Regions from separate parts of the Mus musculus genome. Here all the other regions are linked to region 1. The links are chromatin contacts, called in public ChIA-PET, HiChIP or PLAC-seq and promoter capture Hi-C maps. All regions are on one chromosome and are shown on one strand. Each heading gives the region's core, a stretch centred on a gene start, on an enhancer-like site or on the middle of the called end of the contact. The rest is flanking DNA. Distances are from core to core; before and after follow the strand shown.

Evidence for each region. Promoter capture Hi-C pulls out the DNA fragments that hold promoters and counts their contacts. ChIA-PET counts read pairs in DNA pulled down with a chosen protein or histone mark. HiChIP or PLAC-seq counts read pairs in DNA pulled down with a chosen protein or histone mark.
Region 2: a contact with region 1 is called in an H3K4me3 HiChIP or PLAC-seq map of embryonic basal ganglia, with 4 times the contacts expected there. The contact joins the promoter of Ypel3 here to the promoter of AI467606 in region 1. A contact is called at or near these places in 27 of 39 promoter capture datasets (the 3T3-L1 cell line, 3T3-L1-derived adipocytes, the C10 cell line and 16 more), 1 of 15 datasets of contacts at CTCF or cohesin (embryonic stem cells), 13 of 484 Hi-C or Micro-C datasets (B cells, the CH12 cell line, the G1E-ER4 cell line and 4 more), 28 of 115 datasets of contacts at active chromatin or transcription factors (the 230-238 cell line, the HPC-7 cell line, the SCID.adh cell line and 19 more) and 5 of 9 other capture datasets (adipose tissue, embryonic stem cells, embryonic tail and 2 more).
Region 3: a contact with region 1 is called in an RNA polymerase II ChIA-PET map of memory CD8 T cells, with 326 read pairs. The contact joins the promoter of E430018J23Rik here to the promoter of AI467606 in region 1. A contact is called at or near these places in 2 of 115 datasets of contacts at active chromatin or transcription factors (memory CD8 T cells and pancreatic cancer cells).
Region 4: a contact with region 1 is called in an H3K27ac HiChIP or PLAC-seq map of embryonic stem cells, with 8 times the contacts expected there. The contact joins the promoter of Aldoa here to the promoter of AI467606 in region 1. A contact is called at or near these places in 17 of 39 promoter capture datasets (the C10 cell line, the HPC-7 cell line, the SN4741 cell line and 11 more), 1 of 15 datasets of contacts at CTCF or cohesin (embryonic stem cells), 8 of 484 Hi-C or Micro-C datasets (B cells, CD4 T cells, the MNK3 cell line and 5 more), 54 of 115 datasets of contacts at active chromatin or transcription factors (the 230-238 cell line, DN3 thymocytes, the HPC-7 cell line and 35 more) and 4 of 9 other capture datasets (adipose tissue, liver, macrophages and 1 more).
Region 5: a contact with region 1 is called in an RNA polymerase II ChIA-PET map of memory CD8 T cells, with 177 read pairs. The contact joins the promoter of Zfp747 here to the promoter of AI467606 in region 1. A contact is called at or near these places in 2 of 115 datasets of contacts at active chromatin or transcription factors (bone marrow-derived macrophages and memory CD8 T cells).
Region 6: a contact with region 1 is called in a promoter capture Hi-C map of liver, with 12 times the contacts expected there. The contact joins the promoter of Tlcd3b here to the promoter of AI467606 in region 1. A contact is called at or near these places in 30 of 39 promoter capture datasets (the 3T3-L1 cell line, 3T3-L1-derived adipocytes, the C10 cell line and 18 more), 7 of 15 datasets of contacts at CTCF or cohesin (the G1E-ER4 cell line, the NIH/3T3 cell line, embryonic stem cells and 2 more), 193 of 484 Hi-C or Micro-C datasets (the 3T3-L1 cell line, 3T3-L1-derived adipocytes, the 63-12 cell line and 100 more), 52 of 115 datasets of contacts at active chromatin or transcription factors (the 230-238 cell line, the HPC-7 cell line, the NIH/3T3 cell line and 34 more) and 6 of 9 other capture datasets (adipose tissue, embryonic tail, embryonic trunk and 3 more).

Annotation. Positions count from the first base shown.
Region 1 is chr7:127,090,090-127,092,725 of GRCm38.p6, forward strand. It overlaps AI467606 (expressed sequence AI467606), which reads left to right and starts at 1,347. Exons shown (of 2, transcript NM_178901.3): 1 at 1,347-1,383; 2 at 2,080-2,636. The coding sequence starts at 2,166.
Region 2 is chr7:126,775,676-126,778,311 of GRCm38.p6, forward strand. It overlaps Ypel3 (yippee like 3), which reads left to right and starts at 1,288. Exons shown (of 5, transcript NM_025347.3): 1 at 1,288-1,428; 2 at 2,096-2,278; 3 at 2,379-2,422; 4 at 2,631-2,636. The coding sequence starts at 2,162.
Region 3 is chr7:127,392,327-127,394,962 of GRCm38.p6, forward strand. E430018J23Rik (RIKEN cDNA E430018J23 gene) reads right to left here and starts at 1,295. Exons shown (of 3, transcript NM_198011.2): 1 at 927-1,295; 2 at 675-788; 3 at 1-189. The coding sequence starts at 1,110. It also overlaps a transcript of Zfp764 not described here.
Region 4 is chr7:126,797,905-126,800,540 of GRCm38.p6, forward strand. It overlaps Aldoa (aldolase A, fructose-bisphosphate), which reads right to left and starts at 1,350. Exons shown (of 9, transcript NM_007438.4): 1 at 1,141-1,350.
Region 5 is chr7:127,374,739-127,377,374 of GRCm38.p6, forward strand. It overlaps Zfp747 (zinc finger protein 747), which reads right to left and starts at 1,312. Exons shown (of 3, transcript NM_175560.3): 1 at 905-1,312; 2 at 651-764. The coding sequence starts at 1,088.
Region 6 is chr7:126,822,014-126,824,649 of GRCm38.p6, forward strand. It overlaps Tlcd3b (TLC domain containing 3B), which reads left to right and starts at 1,290. Exons shown (of 5, transcript NM_029978.1): 1 at 1,290-2,199. The coding sequence starts at 2,075.

The DNA of each region.
Region 1 (2,636 bases), core at 97-2,596:
CAGCTAAGTGCTCCTATTAGCTTAGCACTGGGGAAGGAAAGAGGGGGACAGGAGGAGAGGGGGAGAGGGTATAGGGGGAGAAGGGAGGAGGGGGACCGGGGGACAGGGAGAATGGGGAAGGGGAGAGGGAGAGGGAGTTCAGCAGTTAATTCGATGCTCTTGCAGAGCACCTAGGTTCAATTCCTAGCACTTACAAAGTGGCTCACAACTGTCTGTCAATCACTTCCAAGAGATCTGACATCCCCTTCTGGCCTCCTTGAACACGAGGCATGCTTGCGACCAAAATGCATACAGGTGAGCTAAACACACAAACACATAAAATAAAATAATAGGGTGGAAATCAATTAAGTAGACTCTGGTCTACACACACACACACACACACACACACACACGCAGACACTGCATGCACACCATGTAAAGGTATGATGGCCTAAACAACACCGGTAACAATTACTCTCATAGTGCTTACACCGTTAGGTATCAGAAGTAGTGGAGAGATGAGCCTGGGCACAGTGGCCTGGGACTGAAACCAACACTCAAAAGGCTTACGGGAGTGTGTATGTGTGTGTGTGGGGGGGGGGGGGGGATTCGGGGCCAACCTGGGCTACATCTTAAGTCCCTGTCTCAAACAAAACAAAAGTATGACACAGCTGGATGAAAAGGGTGCAGGGAGTAGACGGAAGGACAGGGACCCTCCAAGAAGCAGGCAGCAAGATACATCGCAGCGCTGTGGGAGCCCCTGAGCCGGTCTTTATAATCTTCCTCTCCCCTGGGTGAGCGAGCTGAGGTCTGGGCCTTGCCTGTAGGGTGAGAAGGTGAAGGCGCTGGGGTCTGGGCCTTGCCTGTAGGGTGAGAAGGTGAAGGCGCTGGGGTCTGGGCTTTGCCTGTTGGGTGAGATGGTGATCGCGCCTAGGCCTTGCCTATGGGGTGAGAAGGTGAAGGCGCTGGGGTCTGGGTCTTGCCTTTGGGGTGAGAAGGTGAAAGCGCTGGGGTCTGGGCCTTGCCTTTGGGGTGAGATGGTGAACGCGCTGGGGTCTGGGTCTTGCCTTTGGGGTGACAAGGTAAAGGCGCTGGGGTCTGGACCTTGCCTGTGGGGTGGGACTGACTGGAGCAAAGCAGCTGCTCATTCTGGCTCCACCTTACACAGGAAGTGGTTCTTCACCACACTGACCACATCCCCAGGTTGCCTTGGAAACACTCTGTGGGGGCAGGAAAAGTTGGGGCACAGTCGCCCAGCAACAGGTGGTAGCCTCCCTTCCGCCTTCTTCTGAGGCCAGCCCTCCAGGGCCTTTCAGATCGCTGCGCGCACACACACCCTCCCGGCATGCACTGGGAAGAAGGGCTCTGAAAACGGCGAAATCCAAGATTGAAGCAAGGTGACAGGTGAGGTGAGGGGTGCGGAAGCAACTGCAAATGGGGGACTGGTGGCAGAGATGTGGACAAATACCAACAAGGGAAGCAGACAGGCCAGTGATTGGGCAGAGCTGGGGAAGCTGGATAGGTGCCGGGCCACAGACCTGGTACAGCCAGATAGCACAACAGGGCCACCTCCAAGGAGAGCGGTTAGGTGGCTCAAAGAGTAGGTGCATATGGAAGGGAGGGGCCAGCAAGGGGTTTCTCTCTCATTCCAAGTCTCCTCACTTGAGACTGAGGCAAGACCTGAGAGCCCAGACCTTTGATCTGTCATCAGAGGTGGGGGGTGGGGCTGGAGGGGAAGTAAGGCCTGCGACTGTGCAGGGGAGCCTCAGCCAGCTCTGGCTTGTTCTCCGGCCTCTCCTGGTTTGCTCTTGACCTCTCTGGGACCCTTTGCTCCTCTCTAGTTTTGCCACCCATGCTCAATAAGCCAATTAGAAGAGCCGAATTAACAGTGGGTAGGGGTGGGGGTGGGAGCAGGAACGCAAGATGAGGGACAAAGAGATCCAGCACTCCCGACTCCCAATCTGTCTCTGAGGTTCTGAAGTAAAGTTACAGTTTAAAAAAAAGGCCAATGATGTGCAGTCCCAGTGACATGCAGTCTAAGCACTGTCTCATCCTGTGCCACGGTCAAGTTGTTAGAACCGTTGTTGAATCTCTTTCCAGGAAACGGGATATCCTCTGGTTGCTGTCCTTTCCTTCTCCCAGTGGAGACGTTCCTGACTGTTCTGAGTCCACACTGAGTCTCCCAGATGCCAGTGACGCCTCAGCAGCCCTCTGGGCACACGGAGGGGCTCCCTGAGCCTACAGCGGAGGCAGCAGTGTGGGTAGTAATCCCCTGTGGACCTTGTATTCCCATCATGCTGGGCCTGGCCTCTCTCACAGCCTTCTTCATCATAACTACTGCTGTACTGGCCGAACGCCTGTTCCGCCGCCCGCAACCAGACCCCAGCCAGCGTGCCCCCACCCTAGTCTGGCGCCCTGGAGGAGAACTGTGGATTGAGCCCACGAGCAGCGCCCGGGAGCGCTCTGAGGATTGGTACGGCTCCTCCATGCCTCTGCTGATGGACAGGGCTCCAGGTCCCCCAACACCCGGTGGCACCTTAGAGGGCAGAGCAACTGCTCCACCAGCCACTTCAGCCCCATACTCTTCCCTCAGTTCTCTAGTTCCTCAGACCCCACCAGAAGTCCCAGCCCAGAGCACCTTCTGGAGGCCTCAGACC
Region 2 (2,636 bases), core at 38-2,537, 310 kb before region 1:
CGATTCGGGAGGCTAAAAAGATGGCATTAGCGGCTGGGGATGGAAGTTGGTGGTAGAAGGCTTGCATACCATGAATGCAGCTCAGAGTTTACTGCAAGCAAGTGCACATAGCATCTTAGGAGAGATCAAGAAAGCCTGTGGTGAGCTAGGCCTAGGCTTTAACCTCAGTACTTGGAAGGCAGAGGCAGGTGGATTTCTGTGAGTTATAATGCCAGGGCTACAAAGTGAGACTCTGCCCACTGACACCCCTGCAAATAAAAGCCTGGGGGTGTCAGTAGGCTGGCCCACTTGTTCCACTACATTCCAGACCCAGCAGAGTGGCACCACACCCTGTGCCAGCTTGGCCTCCACTCTAAAGCATGCTAGCCCAAGCGTCCTGGACCTAGACTCTAGAGATTCAGAGATGAGTGGTTGTCCTGAAACCATTAAGAGACCCAGGCATATGCAAGGGACGGAATTTCCTCATGTTACTGATGTTGGGCACCTTATGTGCTGAGCTGTACTGCAGCAGGCAGGCATGGATTAGCTCGCAGGCTCTCCCACAGTACCTGCTGTCCACTTTCTGATCTCCAACATTGGAGTTCATTTAATAAATATTCCCAGTGCAGCACTTTTCAAGCCTGCCTGGTTCCTGGGACTCTGCAGTGAACACAAGTCTAAGTATACCAGACACACGATTAAACAGACATTTTCACTGGGGTCAGACCTACAGAAACCTCGAGGTCAGGCATACCAGAGAATGCCTGGAGCAGATGATGCTCAGCAGTAGAGATTTTTAAAGCGTTGGTTCCTGGGAGTCTAATAGAAGGACACCTTTAGTTCCCTTCTAACAATCTGTTCCACGTGCTTGGGAAAAGTGTGAATTCCAACTTTGACTCTTACCATCTGGATAATCTCTGGAGAGGATCTCTTCTCCAAGCCTCAGGAAACTGGTCAAATGGAGACAGTGGTCTGTGGATAAACGAAGACAATTACGACTATTTCCCAGGGGTTTGCATACAGATAACACGCTCTTATTAGCCCCATGCCGGGTTAGGATCCTTGTCTCTGAGCACCCGAGATAGCAGAGCAGCAGAGGTGCAATCACGCCCGGGTTAGCCTCTGGGTTAGGCTGCAAGTCGTAGCCGCATTTCCGGGCGAGACGGCTAGCGGGAGCCCGGAGCAGGGGGAAGGGCAGCCCAGCCTGCGCTGGCCGCCGTATGACGCGCCCCCTCATTTGCATGAGGCGCTCCGATTGGCCACGAAGGCCGCCGGGACAGGAGGCCGGCCCCCTCCCCCTCCCGCCGCAGCCGCGGCAGCAGCTGGTCTCGGTGTAAACAAGTCGAGGCGGCTGTGAACCGGGCCGGGGGGGACGGCGCCCATCAGGAGCGCCCCCCACTCCCAGGCCAGGCCACCCCGCGGACCGGGCCCTCCACGCGCCCAGGCGAGGTGAGGCCTGGACCGACGTCTCTGCGCGTTGCCCCGCGCCCCCGCCCCGCAAGCGAGGACTGCCCCTTCCCCCGCGCACGCCCCCATCCCCTCGCCCCAGGTGAGCCCCGGGGTCTCAGGTAAGGCTTGGCGATGCAGGTAAGATTCCCCTCGGCGGAGATGAGGCTCAGCGCCTGCAGGTAAAAACCCCTCCTCTCTCTAGGGGACCCTCTTCCTTTGGGGAGGCCTGCCTCCTCCAGGTGAGAGACCCTTTCCCCAAGCGAACTCCATATACCCCACATTTGCCCTATCACTAGTCCAACTAGGGTCCCAAGGACCAGTCAGTTTCTGCCCCCCCCCCCCATTCCTCAAAACTGAAAACTGGCAGCCCATCCACTCTGAAGCCCCTTCTTCACGTTTCAGATGCCAGTTCAGATGCCAGCTCAGCAGGGGTGAGGCCAGAAGCTGGTGGGTGACTCACCTAGAGCTCCTCCTAGCCTCAGTTTACCCGCTGATGCAACCTGAGGCCTCCTCAGTGAGTCAAAACTGAGATGACTCTGGTCCCTGGTGAGACTGCTGGCTCTAGGGAAAGGAGAGAGCAGCCAAGTGTGACAGAGTCCCCATAGTTCTGGGCTTGTCTACATGTGTGTGGCCTTAGTCCTGATCGTCCACCTCTCCTTCCTGGCAGGCACTGGGCTCCCTCTGCTCCCCGTGGGCCGCTCCCCGCGTGGGGCCACTGCCCTTGGCCCCCGCCATGGTGCGGATTTCAAAGCCCAAGACGTTTCAGGCCTACTTGGATGACTGTCACCGGAGGTATAGCTGTGCCCACTGCCGTGCTCACCTGGCCAACCACGACGACCTCATCTCCAAGGTAAGCAGGTCACATTTTAGTCTAGAATGGCAATGGGCTGCCTGGCAACTCCCCACCAATAGCCCTAACCCCCTCCTCTCGTCTCCCCACTACCCTCCAGTCCTTCCAGGGCAGTCAGGGACGTGCCTACCTCTTCAACTCTGTGTGAGTATTCATCTCCTTCCTTTCTTTTCCTGACCTCTGTTGTGACCTGTGACTCCCTGGTATGCTGATATTCCCAGAGTCCCTTGTTTCTGACAGGAAGCCATGATCAGGCTCCTCTTAGAGGCTAAGACCAGACACTTAACATACTAGCTAGAGGGTGGCTCTGGGCTGCTGAGACCCTCCCTGGGACTACCCTTTGTCCCCACAGAGTGAA
Region 3 (2,636 bases), core at 45-2,544, 300 kb after region 1:
TTAGGATAGGGTTGTGCACCGCAACAGTGGGGTGCCCCTGCTGAGAGTTCTTGAAAAGCAGCTCCAAGTTGCAAGAAGGGGAAGCAAAGGAGGGGCGTGGCTCCATAGGCCCAGCTTCTGGAGAAAGTATCTTCTTGGTTGCCTTGGTCTCTTCCCTTGGTCTCTTCCCTTCCTTCTCGTGCCTGCAATCTGCTGGGAGACCATGACAAAGCTCAGACTCTGACTCTACTGCCCCTCGATTCCCACAGCCCCACATGGAAACAGGGCACAGGAGGGGAGAGGCCACAGCATCTGAGCATGCGTGGTGCACAGATGTCCAGATGCAGCATAAAGAAAGGTGTCTGTGTGGTCCCCATTCCCAAGTGCAGTGAGCTAAGCACTTGTCAGAGGTGGACAGCAAGAACTGAAGGAGACTCCAGAACGCAGTCACAGAGATGGCAGCAGAGGAGTGGGAACGAGGGGCTACAACCTATACAGCCTAGTGACCCTGTAGATATGAGGTGAGAGCACTGGACAGAACCCTTTTCAGATGAATCCAGGGGCCAGCCATCATGGCTTTGGCCAAGAAACAGAAAAACAGGGAAGAAACTGCCAGGCAGTAAGTGCAGTCACTAGAAGACACCACACAGGCTGGCAACACAGAAGTTTCCCCAGGCAAGTACCCAGTCCTTCACCTGAGTGGACTTCTGTCCTGCACATGGCCACCTCTGGCTCCTGGGCACCGGGTCCCCACACTTCGGACTCTTCCTCCACCCAGCAGATGAGCGCTGGTTTGTCGCCCCCGACTTCTGGAGGGAAAGATAGCAAACCCCACGAGTCAGGTCGACCCACTTGTTACGACCACCCGTACCCAGGGAACTCCGATCCACCGCATGACCCACAGTGTCAAGGGCTACGCGAACCCAGGCGGCCAGGAAGGTTCTCACCCAGAGAGGCCAGGAGACCATAGGTCTCGCGCATCACCTCTCGGTACAGGGTTCTCTGCGCCGGCCGCAGACACCTCCACTCCTCCGGGGAGAAGTACACGGCCACGTCCGCGAAGCTCACAGTCCCAGGCTTAAGGAATGCAGGCCAAGCGGAGGCCCTTTCCGGGGCCATCCGCGGCGCCATGGGGACTCCCCGCACTGTTCCGTGATCTGCCTGGCGTCCCCTGGATCGCCTGCCAGATCCTAGGTTGCCGCGGTGGGGTACCAGGGCTGAGAAAGGACATATATCAGGTCCGTGAGCACCCTAATGTAGGTGAAAATTGAAGATTCCTAGAAGCAGGTACAGATGCAAGACGTGGTGATGAACTCATAGAAATGGTAGCAGTATTTGTGCATAAACGTGTGGGGGCGGGGCGGGGCGGGGCGGGGCGGGGAGTAACAAGAACCTTGATCCCTGGGGTCCCGCCCAAGGTTACGTCACCGGATTTCCTGGGTCATTGTTTTCTAGCCCTCATCCAAAATGGCCAAAGTGTCTACAAGTGCCAATCTAAGACCAAGACTGAAGTGGACGTGCCTATGTGGGCGGGGACTCCAGGACCGCGAGTATCGTGCAGTTGAGGAATGGTACAGATTCTGTGTGTTCACACCACTCTCAAGTTAAGCTAGGTGGAAGCAGTCTGTGAATTTTGGGTTGGGGTAGAATCTGAGAAAACTCATTTCAGAGATAGAAGTTTAAAAATGAAAGCTTTATTTCTGTGCACGCGTATGTAGTGGCCAATTTGGGAGCTGAACAGCATCCCGGAACAGAGCTTATATAACGTTTTCATAGGATGAAAACACAAAGCAAGGGGGACTTGGGTGCACTGTTGCGTTAGTCAGTCTTTCACACAATGGGTTAAGCAAGGAAGTTAACTTTGGTGACTGGACCTCATCAGCGTCACTTTGTTTCAGGTTCCTTGATTTAGCTTTTGCAGCCAGGTCGCATCCTGGACTGGTCTGGAATTTAGAATGATAAGGGAACAATGGAGTGGGCAATCTGCACATTTATGACTTGTGTGCCTTAGTTTAGACAGCAAATAACAGCAACATCCCTCTTTACAGCCTTTACTGGATAACAAACATGAAACACCTAAAGTCACAGGATAGTTGTTAGTTCCAGCCTGGGATCCTGAACCCTGTCAGCAAGATGGAGGTCCAGCAATGGCTGGACTCAGGAATTAACAGGTGTTTGGTGTTTTTCTTCTGGTCAGTGTATTGTGGAGCCCCAGAAAGCCTGTGGCAGGAAGAATATTAATAAGCTAGAAAGTATAGCAGTCTCAGAGGTTGTTTCCACCAGCTTGGTCTACACATCTCAAAGTAGTTGAGAAATACTGTCCTTGACACATGTCTGAGATCATAGAGCTGGTCTTTGATCAGCCAGGACACTCGGAACATTCACGACCTAATCTTCTAAAACTCTACATCTGCCCATCTGGATTTTTTTTCCCCTTCACTTCCAGGAAGGAATTAAAGTTTCTGGGAAGATTGTGAGATTCCCATGAAATATCCAAGAGAGGAATGAGGCCCTACTCACGGTCATATACATCCAGGTTTTCAGTCTGGTTCATTGCTATTTTAATATAAAATACCTACCTATGAAAGGAATCTTGGCTGGGCAGTGGTGGCACACGCCTTTAATCCCAGCACTTGGGAGGCAGAGGCAGGCGGATT
Region 4 (2,636 bases), core at 100-2,599, 290 kb before region 1:
GGATACTTCCTGTCCCAGAGCTCTCCCCTACTCCCGACTTCCCTATACTAGACCTGCCTCTTCCTGTACCTTTCCTAACTCTGTCTGTTGCTGGGTGTTGCCCAGCTCAGAGTGGGGTTGCTCACTGGCAACTGGGGGAAAGGAAAAAGCCAGAGCCAGGGACAGGCGGGTCATGTTGAAGCTGGACCCATCTGGCCTGCGCGTTGCCATGGGTCACCTTGCCTAGAAACAAAATTGAACCGGGAATATTTTAGAATTTAAGGATCACGAATAGGGCAGAGAGCCTAATACCCTCATCTGAAAGAGCCCAAGAAAGAAATGATCTGTGCTCAAAGCCACATAGCAACCCAAAGGCGAGAGTTAAGAGAGAACCAAGATTTCCCGACTGAGGTGGGGGGGCCCCTTCTAATCCACCCAGGGCCGGCCCAGGCTTCAAGGACACCCCAAGGTCAGGCTTCTCTCTTCGTGATGGTTGCGGGGGAGGAGCTCGAGGAAAAGGATTAATTATTAGGAAAAACACAGGGCCATCAGAAGCACAGAAAAGGGGCTATGGAGCCCAGGTAGAACGAAACCTTTGCCTCCATACTGTTAGAAGGGGAGGGAAAGGATGTACGAGGCACGTGCACTTCTACGCTACAGCGGTTCCAGACTCAGAATCAAGGTCACAGATAAGGAAAGATAGTAAAGTGTTAATGGGCAACAGAGTACTGCAGCTGAGGAGTTTAGCCTTCTCTCCTGGGGCTCCCCCGAAAGGAAACCAATTTCCTCCACCCCATCGCGTAAATCCTGAGACGGTGTAAGAGCCGATCGCCCCCGTCTCCCCATCGCTTCTTGAGATCTCTTGAATAGGAAATGGGACCCTGATGCTTTGCATAGCGGAGAGTTTTTGCAAAAATAAAGAGGGGTCTGTTTTTCCACCTCATCTTGCTTCCTCCCCCGGCATGACTCAGCGCGCTGAGTTGCTGCGTGGCGCAGCGAACCGCCAGGGCGCAGGCCGGAGAACCCGGGCTGGGGGCAAGCGTGGGGGTAGAAAAAGGAGAAGTGAGGGGCCGTGGGGAAGACGGCTCTGCACTGCCCGCCACCGGCCCAAGATCCTAACCCCATAGACCCTTCCCCGAGCACGTGTCAAATGGCGCTCACCTGGCACAGGACGGGGTGGGTCTGCCTGGTACGCCGGTGGGTAGGCGAAAGGACTAAGGAGCGAACGCGGCTAGGGTCACCAGAACCTCGTTCTGCTGCGCGTTCCAAGAGAACGCAGCCTATTCAGCTGGGTTGGGGGGGACGGGAGGCGGGGCCCCGGACATTTAAAGGCGCCGCTCCGCCCTCTGCAGGTTTTTTCCCTTGCAGGGACGGGAACCGTCCAATTGAAGGTGGGCACTGTGCGCAGCACCGCCCCAAGATGCTCCGATAGGAGGCGGCACTGGGGAGGAGACAAGCGGCTAGAACACGATCCCTCCTCCGCCCCGCTAGGACGTGACTCGAGCCACATCCCGCAGGTCACCAGGCCCCCCCCCCCAACACCCCCCCCCCCAACCCCTGCCTGGCGCGCGCGCGAACATCGTGACTCAGCCGGAATGTGGGTTGGCGAAGAGTAGGGAGGGGGTCAGAGTGAGATGGTGGCTGGCCTCTCCTCCAAGACCCCTGGCTTCCGGCTGTGTAGTTGCAGCCTGACGTCACTGCTAAGAACGCAGAGCTTCGGAGCCTCCCTGCCTGCCTGCTTCGTCGCTTGACTAAAATGCAGGGCGCGTTCCATCTCTCCCTGGCCAGAGCACGGCGCAGCTGACATGGTACGCAGGCAAAACCTCCCAGAACTAGTGTGCCGGCCACATCGGAACTGAGTGGCGTATCCAGGCCTGGCGTTGCCTAGCAGATTGGCGGGAGGCACCACCCGCGAGCTAAACACACCCAGTTTGAGGAAATGACCGACAAGGACTGGCCCAAGCCAGACAGGTCTTTCCCGAACCTGATTTCCTTCTCCAAAATAAAAAAATCCGTCTCGGAGCTCTCTTGTCACCCTGTAACTCTCAGAGCACTCAGTTTCCTCAGGTCCCAATCCGCAACCCCCATTCCCATCCTGCAATCCGGATAGCGGCCCACCTGTGGCGCAGTGACAGAAGCCGCAGAGCCCGGTCAGCAGAGAGTGAGCCCGGCAGTCCAGGGCTGGGTTTTAAGGCAGCTCCTACTCCCCACCCCTCCCCTACACACCCCCGCACCAGTGTCCCAGACCTTCTCGGTAACCCCTGCCCTTTCCCCACCACGAATCCCGCGGCCGGGACCTATATTTAGGGAAACCTGAGGCTCCTGACATTCATCCCTGCGTGGGGGGTGAAGAAGAGGCAGCTTTGGTTTGCCTTGAGAGGAGGAGGTGCCACTGCTCACTCACCGGTCTTTAGAGGAACCTCTTCCTTGGAAATACAGTGAAATTAGTCAAGAAATCAGTCTCAGGTCCAGGATCTGTAAGGCAGAACAAGAAGGGAAAACATCTAGATATTGCCTCCCACTGCCTCCTCTGGTTCCCTCCTCCCTTGACTCTGGTGCCTGCTGGTGGTTGTACTTTTTTTTTTTTTCCAAAGGAGAGCAGATGCAGGCAGGATACTCACCTCTTAAAATAACCAGGAGTCTAAAGGCAGGGTGTG
Region 5 (2,636 bases), core at 62-2,561, 280 kb after region 1:
ACTGCCCCTTAATTTCCACAGCCCCACAAGGGGACAGACTGGACACAGGAGTGGAGATGTCACAGCATCTGAGCATGTGCAGTGTGCAGATGTCCAAATGCAGCATAAAGAAAGGGGTCTGGGCCTCGGCTTGGTGGCGCACACCTTTAATCCCAGCACTTGGGAGGCAGAGGCAGGCAGATTTCTGAGTTCGAGGCCAGCCTGGTCTACAGAGTGAGTTCCAGGACAGCCAGGGCTACACAGAGAAACCCTCTAAAAAAATAAAAAATAAAAAATAAAGGAAAAGAATTGAAAAGAAAAGAAAGGTGTCTGTGTGGTCCCAATTCCCAAGTGCAGTAAGCTAAGCACTTCTCAGAGGTGGAAAGCAAGAGCTAAAGGAGACTCCAGAAGGCAGCCACAGTGATGGCAGCAGAGGAGTGGGAACGAGGGGCTACAACCCGTACAGCCTAGTGGCCCTGTATATACGAGGTGAGAGCACTGGACAGAACAATCACAGCCCCTTTCTAGATGAATCCAGGGGCCAGCCATCATGGCTTTGGCCAAGAAACAAAAACAGGGAAGAAACTGCCAGGCAGTAAGTGCAGTCACTAGAAGACACCACACAGGCTGGCAACACAGAAGTTTCCCCAGGCAAGTACCCAGTCCTTCACCTGAGTGGACTTCTGTCCTGCACATGGCCACCTCTGGATCCTGGGCACCGGGTCCCCACACTTCGGACTCTTCCTCCACCCAGCTGATGAGCGCTGGTTTGGCGCATCCGACGTCTGTAGGGAAAGATAGCAAACCCACTAGTCAGGAGGACGACCCAGTTGGTTCCGACCGCCCGTGCCCAGGTCTCTCTGCTGCCACGCAGGACCCACGGTGTCACAGGCATCGCGACCACGGCGGCCAGGAAGGTTCTCACCGAGATAGGTCAGGAGACCGTAGGTCTCGCGCATCACCTCTCGGTACAGGGCTCTCTGCGCCGGCCGCAGATACCTCCACTCCTCCGGGGAGAAGTACACGGCCACGTCCGCGAAGCTCACAGTCCCAGGTTTACAGAACACAGGCGGTACCGAGGCCCTTCCCGGGGCCATCACCTGCGCCATGTAGACTCCCCGCACAGTCCCTGGGTCAGCCCCGCACTCCTGGGATTGCCTGCCCAGTCCAACGTGTCCGTTTTCGGGTACCAGGGCTGAAAAAGGACAGGAACCAGGTCCGTGTGCACCTTAACGTAGGGAAAAAGTGAAAACTGATAGGAGCACAGCGGAGATTTCCGGAAGACCGAGTAAAAATGTGGACTTGGGCGCGGCGTCTCAAAACTACGCTCCCTAGCGGTCCTGCCCAGGGTTGTATCACGTGACTTCCTGCACCAATGACATCAAGCCCTCAACCAAAATGGCCACAGAGTCTACAAGTGCCAGTCTGAGAACAAGTCCCAGGCTGGCAGGCCAACATGACACACCCTGCCTGTGAGCACCACAAACAGGGAGGGTTTTATGGTCTCAGGAGAACCACACCCCTCTCACAGTCAGCTAGGTGGAAGCGGCCTGTGAATAGATGTTTAGTATTTTATTTGTGGTCAGTGTTCATCTTGGAGCTAGAAGCAAGCCTGTGGAGGGAGGGCTGTTAATAAGCTTTTTTTTTTTTTTTTTAAATTAATTTCAACGAGTACTGTAGCTGTCTTCAGACACACCAGGAGATGGTTGTGAGGCATCAAGTGGTTGCTGGGATTTGAACTCAGAACCTTTAGGATGAGCAGTCTGTGCTCTTAGCTGCTGAGCCATCTCTCCAGCCCTGTTAATGAGCTATCAAATGAAGCAGGCCTCCAATTGGGGTGGTTCCACCAGCTTGGTCTACAAATCTCAAACTAGTTGAGGAATACTGACTGCTCCTGATACAGATCAGAGATCACAGAGCTGATCTTTGATCAGCCAGGACACCTGGGACATTCCAGACCATCTAATCTTCTAAAAGGTTAGATGTACACCTGCCCAACTGGATTTCTCTGCCTCACTCATAGGAGGGAGTTAAGATATCTGGGCCATTTGTGAGAGTCCCGGGAGGAATGAGGTCCAACTCACAGTAAGGATTTAAGTCTGACTCATTGTTATTTTAATATAAAAATACCTACTTACAAAAGGGATATTATCCTATTTGTCATCATTCAGAGCTGTTTGTACTTTATAAAAAAAGACAAAGAAACCAGGGATATGTTGGTGGAGGCACAGTGTGGGGTAGGTGAATGGGGTACCTCTGTGAGCTCATGCTCAGGCATCCATTCCTCCAGAGGGACCAGCTCACAATGGTACAGTATAGAATAGAGTTCATTTAAGGCATGGGGAGGAGAGTTGACTGCTTAATAGAGACAGAGGCAGGGAGACAGAGAGAGAGGGAGAGAAGGGGGAAGGATAGAGGGATTGAGAGAGAAAGAGAGAGAGACAGAGAAAGAGAGGGAGTAGAACACATATAGAGGGGGGAGGGGAATGGGGAGAGAAGGGACAGAGCAGAAGAGGGTTAGAGAGCAAGAGAGCAAAAGGAGGGAGCAAGCAGACCCTTTTATAATGAGTCATGGCTGTTGGCAGGAAACGAGGGCAGAGCCTAGAAGAAATGTTAACATTCCCCCATTTTGGTTTAATTAAAAAAAGGGAAATTTT
Region 6 (2,636 bases), core at 40-2,539, 270 kb before region 1:
TAGAGGGCAGCACAAAATAGCGAATTGGCCCCTTCCTCTAGGGCGCAGAGGGAGTAGGCTGTGGGCTGGAAAGGTCAGTTGTCAGTAGATAAGTAGGCTCATCTCAGGGTCAGTGAGAAACTCAAGCTACAGTGAGGTGTCAGTCCCCATGATATACAAGTCTGAAGGACAGATGGGTTTGGGAAAGGCCAGGCTCTAAGAGGCCATGTGAGAGTGAGCATTAGTAGTTGTGTGCTAGGCCTAAATTACCCTGGCCAAAGCACGGGGCTGCTCTTCCCCTTGGATTAAAGGAGGAAGTTGAGTCAGCCAGCCACCAGGCTCTTCTGTGTAAGCAGGACTGTTCTGAGGAGTGGCCGAGGACAGGGAACCAAGGCAACAAGGAAAAGGGGACTCCAGGAGGCCATTGGCCTGAGGGAGGGGCCCCGGCTTCCATAACTCCACTGGGTTTTCCAGGCAGCAAGCACCCTCTGCTCTTCAAGCCCACCTTCTAACCCTCTCTCCCAGGCGAGCACTTCCTCTGTCGCCCAAGCTGGCTACCAGGAGTGATCCTCCTGCTCCTGGAGTGCCACCAGGTCTACATGACTGCTTCCTGTCTCCCAGTGCCCTGGTGCTAGCCATCAAAGCCATGCTGGAGGGCTCTGACAGCCAGCCATCTCTTCCCACTTAGCTCTGTTCCTGTCACATCTTAACTTTCTGATCTTGGGGAACCTTGGCTCCCACCTCAGGGCTATCCCCTGACCTCTGAAGAGCATAGGAGCATAGATTTCCCCCTGGGCTGTCACAATAGTGAGCCACACTCCTGAGGGAGTGACTCGTTGTGGTGCGAGTCGGAGTGCAAGCGAGGTGACTGATGTAGTTTCCACTCCCTCTGACTGGAGAGGCGGACGGGCGGGGTGGAGGGGGCTGTGGGTCTGAAGGACACCGTGAAATGGCTTGTTCCTATCTGTGCCTTCAGGGAACACACCATCTACTCAGGCTGCTTTCTTCAGGAAATCTTCTTGGCTGGAGTGAGCACCCCTAAGCTGAGATCCCTGCAGGCCACTGAGGGACACCCATTTATGTTTATAAGCACCAGCAGAAGGAAATGCCAGACATTTTTAAAGTGCTGACAGGAAAGGCGGCTCAGTACTCCTGCTAGGTGGAGGTGTCCGGGGGGGGGGGGGGGTTTAAGAGAAGAGCCATCCTTTCCCTAAGCCCTTGTCCCCAGCAGCCCCCTGCACTGCAGCTCCTGTCTCTTTAAGGGCCTCCCCCTCCCTCTTTCCTTGTCCCCCCCCATCTCTGTCGCAGCCGCTGCTGTGGCTCAGAGCTGCATGGGAGACAACGCTGCTGCAGGTCCGGTTTCTTGGTGTCTGGTCGGTGCCATCATTTCCCTCCCCCTCTCCCACCCTCCCCAAGCTGGTGGCTTCCCCTCCCCCTCCCCCTCCTCACAGAGGGGGCAGGGGGCTGGGCACCAACTCTATAATGCCATGTGCGGTGTCTGCACAGGGCAGCGGGGCTCTAGCGGCAGCAGCAGGAGGAGGTGGTAGCCTGTGGTGGCGGGAGAGCGGTGTTGACTGGTGACCGCTTGCCCAGCTGCGCCTCCGCTCCGCTCCGCTCCGTCCTTTCCTCCCTCCCTTTTTTCAGGGCTGGCACCACCGTCCCCCACCCCGCCTCCTTGGGCCCTCCCAGCCTCTCCACGTAAGCCCCCCCCCCACCTGCCGCGGTTCTCCCTCCCCTCCCCCACTGCATCTTCCTCCTCCTGTCCCCTCTCCCTCTTGGTCCTCTCATCAAGTCCTCCCTTGGTAGTCTCTCCCCATCCTCTCACCAGCGCTCTGTCGTCCCCCCCCCCCCCCCGCCACCTAGCTAGCCCTTTCTTTCTGTGTCCCCAATCTCATTGAAGTCCCTTTCTCCCTTGCCCTGAACTGGTCCTCTTGTCCCATCCTGTCCCCGCCCTGGCCCCTTTGTGCCTCCCCCTCCCTCTTTCTCTCTCCCTTTCTGGCTTGGCAATCCCTTCTTCACCTCCAACTCCCTCCCTCAATTTGGCCTTCCTGTCCCTTCTGGACCCTCTGGTCTCCCTGCCCGGGTTCAAGTCACCATGCTTACCCCAATGGTGGCTGGGGGGGTGGTGTTCCCCGGACTCTTCCTCCTATCCAAGAACACGCTCCAGAGGCTGCCCCAGCTGCGCTGGGAGGAGGCCGACGCAGTCATTGTCTCCGCCAGGTAAATGGCATGCCTTCCCCGAGAGTTCAGCCCCTCTCTCTCCAACAGGCTTCATGGGGAAGGGACCCCAGCACGCCCCTGGGCTCAGTAGTGGTGGGTAGGTTACATCCAAGCTTCCTTCCCTCCTTGGACCTCATTGAAACCCAGCCATCTGGACTACTATTGAGCTTGAGCTTGCTTCCCTTAGCACCTTCCTATCCTCCCTCTAAAGCAGGGCAGCATGTGACTAAACAGTCCCACAAGACACCCAGGAGCAAGCCAAGGGGCAAGACTGTGTTTTTCAGGGCTAGTGTTTGGGGGTCAAGGTGTAGAAAAGTAGACAGTGAAACTTGTATATCTCTAGAATAGGGCCGCCAGGAAGAGGGCCATGGTAAGAATCAGGAAAATAGTGGGAAAGTGTGTGTGTGGGGGGGGGGGGGGCTGGGGTCACTGGGGCC